Regions from separate parts of the Ovis aries genome. Here all the other regions are linked to region 2. Evidence: chromatin contacts called from public Hi-C data. All regions are on one chromosome and are shown on one strand. The core of a region is the stretch at or near the end of the contact, and the rest is flanking DNA. Distances in the headings are between cores, read along the strand shown. Region 1 has its middle 45 kb from the start of MIRLET7C. Region 2 has its middle 210 kb from the start of CXADR. Region 3 overlaps LOC121816219.

The links. Hi-C and Micro-C count contacts between places; a contact is called where the count stands out from the background.
Region 1: a contact with region 2 is called in a Hi-C map of omental adipose tissue, with 2.8 times the contacts expected there. The contact joins two enhancer-like sites. A contact is called at or near these places in 2 of 16 Hi-C or Micro-C datasets (omental adipose tissue and tail adipose tissue).
Region 3: a Hi-C map of tail adipose tissue shows a contact between it and region 2, with 8 times the contacts expected there. The contact joins two enhancer-like sites. A contact is called at or near these places in 2 of 16 Hi-C or Micro-C datasets (omental adipose tissue and tail adipose tissue).

Annotation. Positions count from the first base shown.
Region 1 is chr1:141,201,719-141,204,934 of ARS-UI_Ramb_v3.0, reverse strand. It overlaps a transcript of LOC121816219 not described here. Among named protein-coding and RNA genes, the nearest start is that of MIRLET7C, 45 kb to the left of the region's middle. Within about 2 kb of position 1,369, at least 2 of the 54 cell types and tissues checked have an H3K27ac peak or open chromatin away from gene starts, as enhancers often do.
Region 2 is chr1:140,531,584-140,534,642 of ARS-UI_Ramb_v3.0, reverse strand. No RefSeq gene overlaps it. Among named protein-coding and RNA genes, the nearest start is that of CXADR, 210 kb to the right of the region's middle. Within about 2 kb of position 1,767, at least 3 of the 54 cell types and tissues checked have an H3K27ac peak or open chromatin away from gene starts, as enhancers often do.
Region 3 is chr1:141,252,052-141,255,199 of ARS-UI_Ramb_v3.0, reverse strand. The region is part of intron 4 of LOC121816219; the gene reads left to right. Among named protein-coding and RNA genes, the nearest start is that of MIR99A, 4.3 kb to the right of the region's middle. Within about 2 kb of position 1,664, at least 27 of the 54 cell types and tissues checked have an H3K27ac peak or open chromatin away from gene starts, as enhancers often do.

The DNA.
Region 1 (3,216 bases), core at 120-2,619, 670 kb before region 2:
AAATCTAATATAACACTTTAATATTGCCATATCACATGGCTAGCATGAAAGGATACACTTTTGAGACTGAATTATTAGATGAGGTATCACAAGGACGTATGAAGAGGATTTATCATTAGTCTTTCTGAATGAATGCTACTGGATGGTACCATGAAGATTAAATGACACAATTATGCATACAAATATCTAAATGGAAGGTATCAGTGATCACACGTGTTTCCAACTTTACTCCCTTTCATTGCACAAAATTTTAGCACTGAATTACACCTTGGTGTTTAACCTAGTCATCCAACCTAATTTTAATAACAAGAGAACTAAGGTTCCAAGAGTTAACTGACTCATCCAAGACCATAAATTTTATCATTTACCAAACTGGCATCAGAACTAGTTACCTGACTGTAAGATGACTTCTCACTTCATTTGAAAGTGTTGTATACAGAACATAAGGAAAATAATACAGTTGGCTCTCCAAATCTGTGTTTCCTGAACCCACGGATTCAAATATTCAAAAATATTCCACCCCCCTCCAAATCCCAGAAGGTTCTAAAGAGAAAAACTTGGAATTGCTGCATTCTGGCAACTATTTACATAGTATTTACATTGTATTAGGTATTAGAAGTGATTACTTAAAACATATGGAAGGACATATGTAAGTTATATGTAAATACTACACTACAGGATTGTATATAATGGGCTTGAGCATCCCTTACATAAAGATTTTGGTATTCCCTGGGGGTTCTGAAACCAAGCCCCCACAGAATCTGAAGGATGCCTATATTTTTATAGTATGTTAGCTAAAACATAAGTTATTTTTTCTCTTTAGCTATAGTCTTCATGCTCTAAGTATAACAGTAATTCTGAAGTCATTTGATATCATTTCCACATAATGTCCCATCTAAAAAAGTCAAAATTAATTTCTTACTTCTCTGTTAGGAAGCATGTCAACACAGCAGAATTAGTCATGTATTGTTTGAATGTATAATCCTGCTATCTTTTGAAAACTACTCTTCTGGATTTCAAGATAATTTAGCACGGCATAACTTTTTCTGTGGTCCCCAAATTGCCCCTCATTATCATACTGTACCTTTTTCCTGAAAGAGAAACCCTCGACCAGCACCCTCAAGACTTATTTGTTCATGCGTGGCTCTACGAAAGTTGCTGTCTTTGTCACTTTCCCCTCAAGACCTCCCTCAAGTTCATGTTCTTGCTCTAATTACCCCTGTTTCAGACTTGATCTCCTCTTTTCTGTCTAGTGTGGCTTTGAATGTGGTCCCCTTGTGGCTATTGATGACAGACTGGATTGGCAAGTGGGTTATACACCTGAGGAAAGCAAGGGGAATGAGGGGAAGAGGAGAGCAAAATGGGGAGAAGGTGGGAGAAAGGGAGAGAGAGGCTGCAGTGTTACAATCATGTACATTTTCTAAATAGAAGAGTAAATATTAGACTTCACATGCCGGGGTCTAAAGGATCATCCTTGAAAGGAAGTGAGACCTGTCTGATTATTTTTCCATGTCAGTTGTGATGCTCTGTACTTACATATCAAAAGAGAAAGAAAAAGTAACTTTAGGTTGACAAATAAGCCTTTTGCATTCCAGTCTGAACATGTCTGAGTTAAACACTGAGTCATCCCCTAGTCCAAATACTAAAACACTAAAAGAAAAGATGTCAAGTTTTTTCCTTGTTGAAAACCAGCTGCATCATTCACCAGGAAATTTTTAAAGTAATAATTTGTATGTTTTACTTTATTTTCATTTTGCATAAGATGATTAGCTCCAGAATCTGACTGATAGCCCAGAATTATCTTGACAAGGTCTACATGCACACCAGTACACACCTGTTTCTCCCCGATTCGTGTTTCATTTAGTAGAAAATTCCCAACCAGGTCATCCTAGTTCACTGGCATCTGACTGTTGTCTCCCCTGCCCTTTAATTGTTCCTATCTCTTTAAAAAAAAAAAGAAAGAAAGAAAGAAAGAAAACAGAATAACCATAGTTGTTACTGCTCTTAACTGCAATTCCTCCCTTAACAGAACTTTAAAAATTGCTTTTTTTTCTGTTTTGCTACTCATGCTACTATTACAGCCCTTCTTTATTGGAAACAGAGATATGTAATATACGTTGTTTGGCACTAAAAAGAGCACGACTCTCATTTCTGGAAAGGTTAGACAAATAAGCATCTGTCAAATATGTTCAGAGACTTTAGCTGGAGTATATTTTTGTGTGTTCTCATGGTTTTGTTGTCAGTTATCTTAAAGTTCACTTCTTACACCCCTTCCCCTTCAGTAATCTTTCATATTTTAAGCTATTAGTAAATAAAAATATTAGATGCTCTGTAGTCAAAGGAAATTCTCATATTTTAGATCTTCAGATAAATCCGTATACATTCATCCTCTTAAAATAGACCAGAATGAAGGTATTGGGACCCAGTGATCAGTTAATGCTATAAACTTTTCACAAGGACACTTTAAGTTAGCACTATATAATAAAACTTTCTGCAGGGTTGGAAATGTTTTATAGCTGTGTTGTTCCAGAATGGTAACCACGAGCCACATGTGCTGTTTTACATTTGAAATATGGCTCGGGCAACAGAGGAATTGAATTTTTACCTTATTTAATTCTAATTTTCATAACTACCTGTGGCTGGTTTGTTAGAAAGTGTAGGTTAAATAAAATGAAGAAAATATGCAAGTGATAAAAAAAATGTAATCTATACATCCATGTATTTTGAGTCCAAATTTGAACTGTAGATCATTGTCCATCCTCCATCTTCCCTGGCCTAAACCTCATCAGTGTTTTTAAATATATTTCCCACAATAACAATGAGTTCAAATGGCCTTTCTGAGAAAAGATTTTTTGTAAGGTAGGAGGCAGGTTATATTAAAATATTTCAGAGCAGTGACTGTTACTTTTAACTTAATAAATCATTTGATATACATCCAGATCTATCGTGGTTTTTTTTTTTAAGTTAACAGAACACATATAAAAATAGTTAATCTAGGAAAACCATACTTGCATTGCTTGATCAAATTAAATACAAAACAGAAGGAAATTTTTACTTTGTAAATAGTTTAGCCATAGTCATACTCTCATTTACAGATGTTTTAGTATTGATGAATGGAAGTTTAGAATAAGAAGAGACCTTAAATCCATGTCTATGACAGTCATAGTTGAACTGATTGATTATATTGTCTTTCAAACAAATATTGATTGAATCATG
Region 2 (3,059 bases), core at 518-3,017:
TTTAAGGAAATATTCAGGTAGAAAAAAAAATGCTATTACATTCAGGCAGTTTGTATCCTGACACACACAAAGAGCTTTTAAAAAGATCATTTCGAGAATAACTATACTTAGATGTTTTAGATTCCTGTAATTAAAAATAAGGTCCTTAGATCAGCAGCACCTGGGAGCATGTTAGAACTGCAGACTCTGAGGCCCCACCCTATAGAACTTACACAGTTTAACAATATCCACAGGTGATGTGTATACACATTAAACTTTAAAAAGCACCATTTTAGATAATCTTGGAAATGACTTCTAATATTAAAAATGTATGCGTTAAAATGTGTGTGTTTAAATGATATCAAACCTGTTTTATTATTCAAAGTAATTCTGGGATTAATATCTTCATAAAGTAAAGAATCCCTTCAAACATAGACTCTCTCCAATTTACCTTAGGTATCAATAGGAAATTTTTATATGTGGACTTTGTATTGCATAAGCTGAGGTCACGCAAAGATTCACAGAAGTAGAAGTATGAAGAAATAAAATGCCCTCAAAAGAAAATATCAAACTAGCAACACATAGGTTGTTATTTGAAAATGCACTGGCTCTACAATTTGCTAGTTCAAAGCTATAAATAGAATTTATTTTAATTTAGTCAGAAGTTGGATGAAATTACTTTTTCGCTATTTATGGACAAGAACGTTTGTAAGTTAATTCTGAAGGGGAAAAATTCTTTCTAAAGAAAAACATTAATTTACAAATTTACAAGTCTATTTTCATGCATATAATTGCTACATAAGCAAGGGCGTGTATTGTTATGTTTGCACACTTGACTAATTACAAATGATTCTTGGCTAGTAATTAAAGTAACTTTTAAAAGGCAACATTTAGTTTACTTGGTTTGCTTGCCTCTGCACATGAAAATAATAAAACTTTTTAAAGACTATAGACTATTCACAAATTTAGACAAGTCCAATTAGGCTGCGTTACTAAATTTTAATCAATTCCCTCTTAATACCTGAATCCTTTCTACCCCCAACTAAGATCCTTTGAAAGTGCTTAAGGACAATGCTACCATTTCTATTTTATGAACTTATAAATATCTAAACTAAATAGAGAGTATAACATGCCTCCAAACTAATCAATCTCCTGCATGTAAATAAGACCAATGTCTTAACCCATAGGTTCAACGTTTTTGTTTTTTTTTTTTTGTAAAGCAAAAATCTTTCAAGGATTTTTTTAAGTCTCTACAGGTTTAAATGTACAATTTTATTACTTTTCTGTACGTGTTGTCTTATAAGGGCCCTTAAACAAGAACTGAATTTTTAGCAGCTGTTTGCTGTCTGCAATGATAGGCTTTGGTGAATATTTTGAGAACGTTGCATAAAATAAAGATATTCCATGTAAAATAAAAACTAGTTGTAGTAGTGAGATGCAGATCTTTTTTGAGCATAACAACAAAAGGACTATATTATATCCCTGAAACTTCCCCAGGATTTTTTTCCACTACACTCCTTTAAAAAGACATCAATTTAGAAAATGCATGTATACCCTAGCAAATATGATTTTTCCTGACTTTTTAGGCTGTCTCTGAACTTTAAGGTTTCTAAACAGCATGACATACAACTTTGGTGGTGCATACAGCATGAGCTCTTATTGCACTTAAGTCTAAACTTTTATATTTATTTCATGTATTTAAAATTGTTCACTAAATAGAGAATCCTAAGGTCATTAACAACAAACATCTGCTGACCATTTGCTTTTTATCTGTGACACAGCTAATATAGTATACTCTATCATTCATTCAGTGGCAGTATGTAACATCATCCTTCTAAATTTCTAAAAGAAAGTTATGCCCAGAATTAACATGAAAAAAAGTGTTAAAGAGTGCATTACTTGCTTCTGTGAATATGTTATTTATAGCAATCTGAATGAAAATGACAGCGAAATATTTTCTGACCTTGTCCGAAGTGCTACGCAGTGTTGAAGAGTGGGTTAAGAAGAAAGAGAGTTGAAAGTAAACAGTGCTTGTACAGAGCTGTCTCCCAGGACGCTCTTTTATGAAGATCCTACGGAAAAGAAATTTTCTTCTGACTGCTTGTGCTGTGTAAATATTACCTCAGATAAATGCCGCATTTTAACTAAATAAGTCTGCAAAAACATAAGACTGTTTCATGTTGGTTTCCTTAGTTTTTCTGCATTAATTCAAAATTCAAGCCACGAATAAAACACTCTATAAAACAGTATTCATGACTTTATACAGTGAGGATGATATTTTCCTTTATAAATGCCACATAAAGTCTGTGGTAAATTTTTAAATAGAAAAATCGTGAAAATCCCAACATAACCACGGATTGCCCTCCATCGCCTGTCCAGTAAATTCTAACTTTAGGTTTGTACTATTTGACATAAATCCTTCACAGTATTGAGGGGGAAAGTAGCTTTTTGTTTCTTATACATTTGTCTCCGTCACTTTCTCTTTTTCCATTGAGAATGCATTGAGAATAAACATTACAATTCATATCTGCACAGAAAACGTTTGAAGAGTATGTTTTCTTTAGAAGTGATACTAAGAAAATCTAAAAAAGAATTCACCATTCAAGAAGAAAAGAAACAAATGAAGATAAATTTTTAATGTATATGTAGTTATCAAGAATATATTGGAGCCTAGTATGTATAACTGATTCACTTTGCTGTACAGCAAAAGTAACACAAAATTGTAAAGCAACTATACACCAATTTAAAACATTTTAAATATATATATATATACACACACATATATATATACATACACACACACACACTGGTGCCTAATCTTTTACAAAAATAATCATAACAATAAAGAACAAAAATGATATCTACTTTAAATTATTGTTAAATGTTAGTCATAAATGAGGATCTATTTATTAAACCTAGAAGGTTAAAACCTGACTTGTATATGCTATATGCTAGAGTATAAGTTATTCAATTATCATAAGTAGCAATTGCTAGAAAAATGTAAAAAATTCTTTTAAATTAGTTACAAAAATATTGCATTTAACTTGACATTAAAGTATTAGAAATAGTAAGAATTCATG
Region 3 (3,148 bases), core at 415-2,914, 720 kb before region 2:
AATGTTTCCCATGCGTGTGTGTGTATATATTCATTGCTACGATCTTTAAGAAAGTGACCCAAAGACCATGACTCAAAAAAATGCATACCTTTTTCAAGGTATTTCCTAGATCCCCTGTGTGATTTTTTTTTTGATGATTTTATTTTATTAGGTAAGTCATGGTTTGATTATTTTTTAAAATATTTTTCGGGTATTGTGCAGTGTGTGTGTGCGTGGGGCAGCGGCGGGGGGTGGGGGTGGGGTGGGGTACCTACATGGAGGAGGCATAACATTGGTCAGTAGTTTTGTAAGGCACTGAATATAGTTTAAAAATTTTGGTAACAGAGTTCTAAAGATCCTCTCATTAATTGAAAAATTGAAACACTTAAATGCTGGTAGAAGAACATGATTCTTTTCAGTACTACTGAGTATGTTTGGTTTAAATACTAATAGACTTGCTTTGTTTGGCTTTAGATTCTGCTTAAGGAAATGGTGAAAGATTTAATTCACTGTACTTTTGTTAGAAAGTATGGAAATGTTTGTCCACGGGAACTTTCGTCGCCCGCTAGATTGGAAATTCACTGGGGAGAGGGAACCATTTCATTTTATTGCCTAAGAGCTGTTGATATATTTCCTGCATCTTTCAAAGGCATCTTTCATACCACACAGGAAAACTGTAGCTGGTGAAGGAACAGAAAGAGCACTCCTTACATGAGTCAGACTCGGCAAACTTGCACAGCAGCTGTGCTAGGTGCTGTGAAGGATTATCACAAGACCCAGTTGCAGTGGTCTGTGTGGTCGAAGAGACAACTGGCTCCCTCAGGGGACCACCTGGATGGAGACTGCGACAATAATGCATTCCTACTCTTGCTAGTGGGTTTTGTGACCATGTAGTACAAAACTGGTGCCAGATAAAATCAGAAAGTAGTAAAAAGCAAGACGAAACTCAGAGATTTTAAGTCTTCACGTGAGGGACTGAAATGAATGTCCTGGGCTTGTTGCATGCACTCATAAGGAAAAAGGAGCCTGAGGAAGGGATGTCTTTAACTCGGAAAACTTGCACAGACTTCAGTCTTTTCATTTGAGAACCATTTGGGTGTGTTGTGAAATAAAGTTGCAGAGTAGGCATGTTCAGACCTTTATTTGCTACATTTAGTAGGAAAGATTTCCCCCCCCTCCCTCTTAACTACAAGAAGCCAGAGTTTTCCGTGCAAACTGAAGCAGGCGTTGCAAGAATCAGATTCACTTTGGACGACTCTTCACATTCCAAGTCATCATTGCATTAGGCAGCACAATTCCATCTCTGGTTGATGGGCAGAAAAAGTGGGCAGCTTGCCAGGTAGACGTTTCCATGACTCCCAGCCCCCAAAGGTGATGCGTTTTTCAGCTAATTCAATGAAGAGTGGGCTGAACTTTGGGTCTAAACGAGACAATAGCTGCCTTCGCAGTATCAGCAGAATGGTTGATGGGAATGCACTCTACATTTGGCAGAGGATCATGTGACCTTACGACTGAGATTTTGTGATGGTGCCAACGGAGACTTGGAAAGCAGGAACCGTCCTGACTTTTTTCTTCTTTTTTAGCATGGCTCAGAAAATGGTGGATCTTAATACTTGACTTTAGCCAGACTCAGCAAGCGATTGAGCTTTGAAGCACAACTTCGCCTTTATTCTGGGTTTTTGGCAGGCCACCAGGAGGCTGTCCCTTTCACGCCTGATAAATTCTGCTGCTTATCTCTAAATGGGGGTGGGGGGGGAGAAAGAAAGAACATATAAACAGAATATTGAGGCATAACAAGTGAAACCTAAAATTGTATGTGCTTTTTGTTTTTTGCCTTTTCTTATTGCTGATTCTTTTTTAATGTTAATACCTTTTTTGCTTACTGAAGAATCCAAGTAGGTTTTTTTTTTTTGGTTTGTACTGAACAGGCATTTGAACTGGGCAAACAGGACGGCAGCAGCAGTGAGCGTGAGATCATTGCAGCAGTGTAGCAAACTGGCACCCTGCCTTCTCACCCTTTTGGTTCAGGAGACAAACGTGTGCAATCCTCATTTCTAAAGTCAGCAGAGCCTGGAAGGATTCCTGGTCTCTCCCACCTTCTACCATTCTGCTGCCAGGGACGGCAAGGATTGGTGCAGCTTCTGCGCAGTGCTTTGTGCCTGCAATACCGAGAAGGAAGAAAAAGAAGACAAGCACCCTGGTCCTCTTTTTTTCCCAAGAAATAGCAGGAGGCATGAAGAAAAAATCTGAGTTTGTCCTACTCCATACAACAGTGCTGAAAAAAGAGAGAGAGAGAGAGAGAGAGAGATGCTCCTGCTCAAAAACAAAAACAAACAAACAAAAATCCAAACCAAAACAAACTAAAAAAAAAGCAAACATTGGCTTGTATTTAACTACAGAGACATCGCGCTTTGTAAAGCAGCTTTGTAAGGCAGCATAAGCAAATGAGCCTTCTATATTTGTATTATTGCAAAAATATGGCATAATAAGCAATTTATTGCACTTGGTGAAATCGCACCTTTCGTATCAGGTATAACTTTTTTTTGTTGTTTCTTTTTAAGTCTACTGTTATATAAAAGGGGATCCTTGCACTTTCAGTTTACTCTTTTATAACTCATCTCCCACTTTATTCTTATTAACTTTTTCCTTTTGCTCTCTTGCTCTAATCCTGAGTAGAATAGAAACTTAAGCAAAACTAGAGAAATCTCTATGCAAAAGATGGTACCTGTTTTAATTTTTGTTATACATAGAAGTTTTGGAAAAGCATTAATATGTTATCTGTGCTTTTTGTGTACAGTATTACTTTTGGCTGTCTAAGAAAAGTGAACATTTAGCCCTAGTTGGTAAAGAAACTAAATCTTTCATGTGATGTGCCACATAATTTGAAATATGAAAGAAGAAACTTCTTGAACTCCTAAAACAGAGTTGTATTAGAATGTGTATTAAAATTCTCTAATAAGTGAAATTTAGTTTGAGGGCAGTTATATTTAATTTTCTTACCAGGATTTCATGTGACAAAAATAAGGATGAAAAGATCATGTTCTCAGTGGCTAAGTAGAAAAAGAGCTTGTTCTACAATAATACTGACTTTTAAAATATATTTAAAAGAAGCATTTGTCTTAGAGCTGTTAGAAATATCAATTAGGTACTTTAGCGGAAAAAGTATACA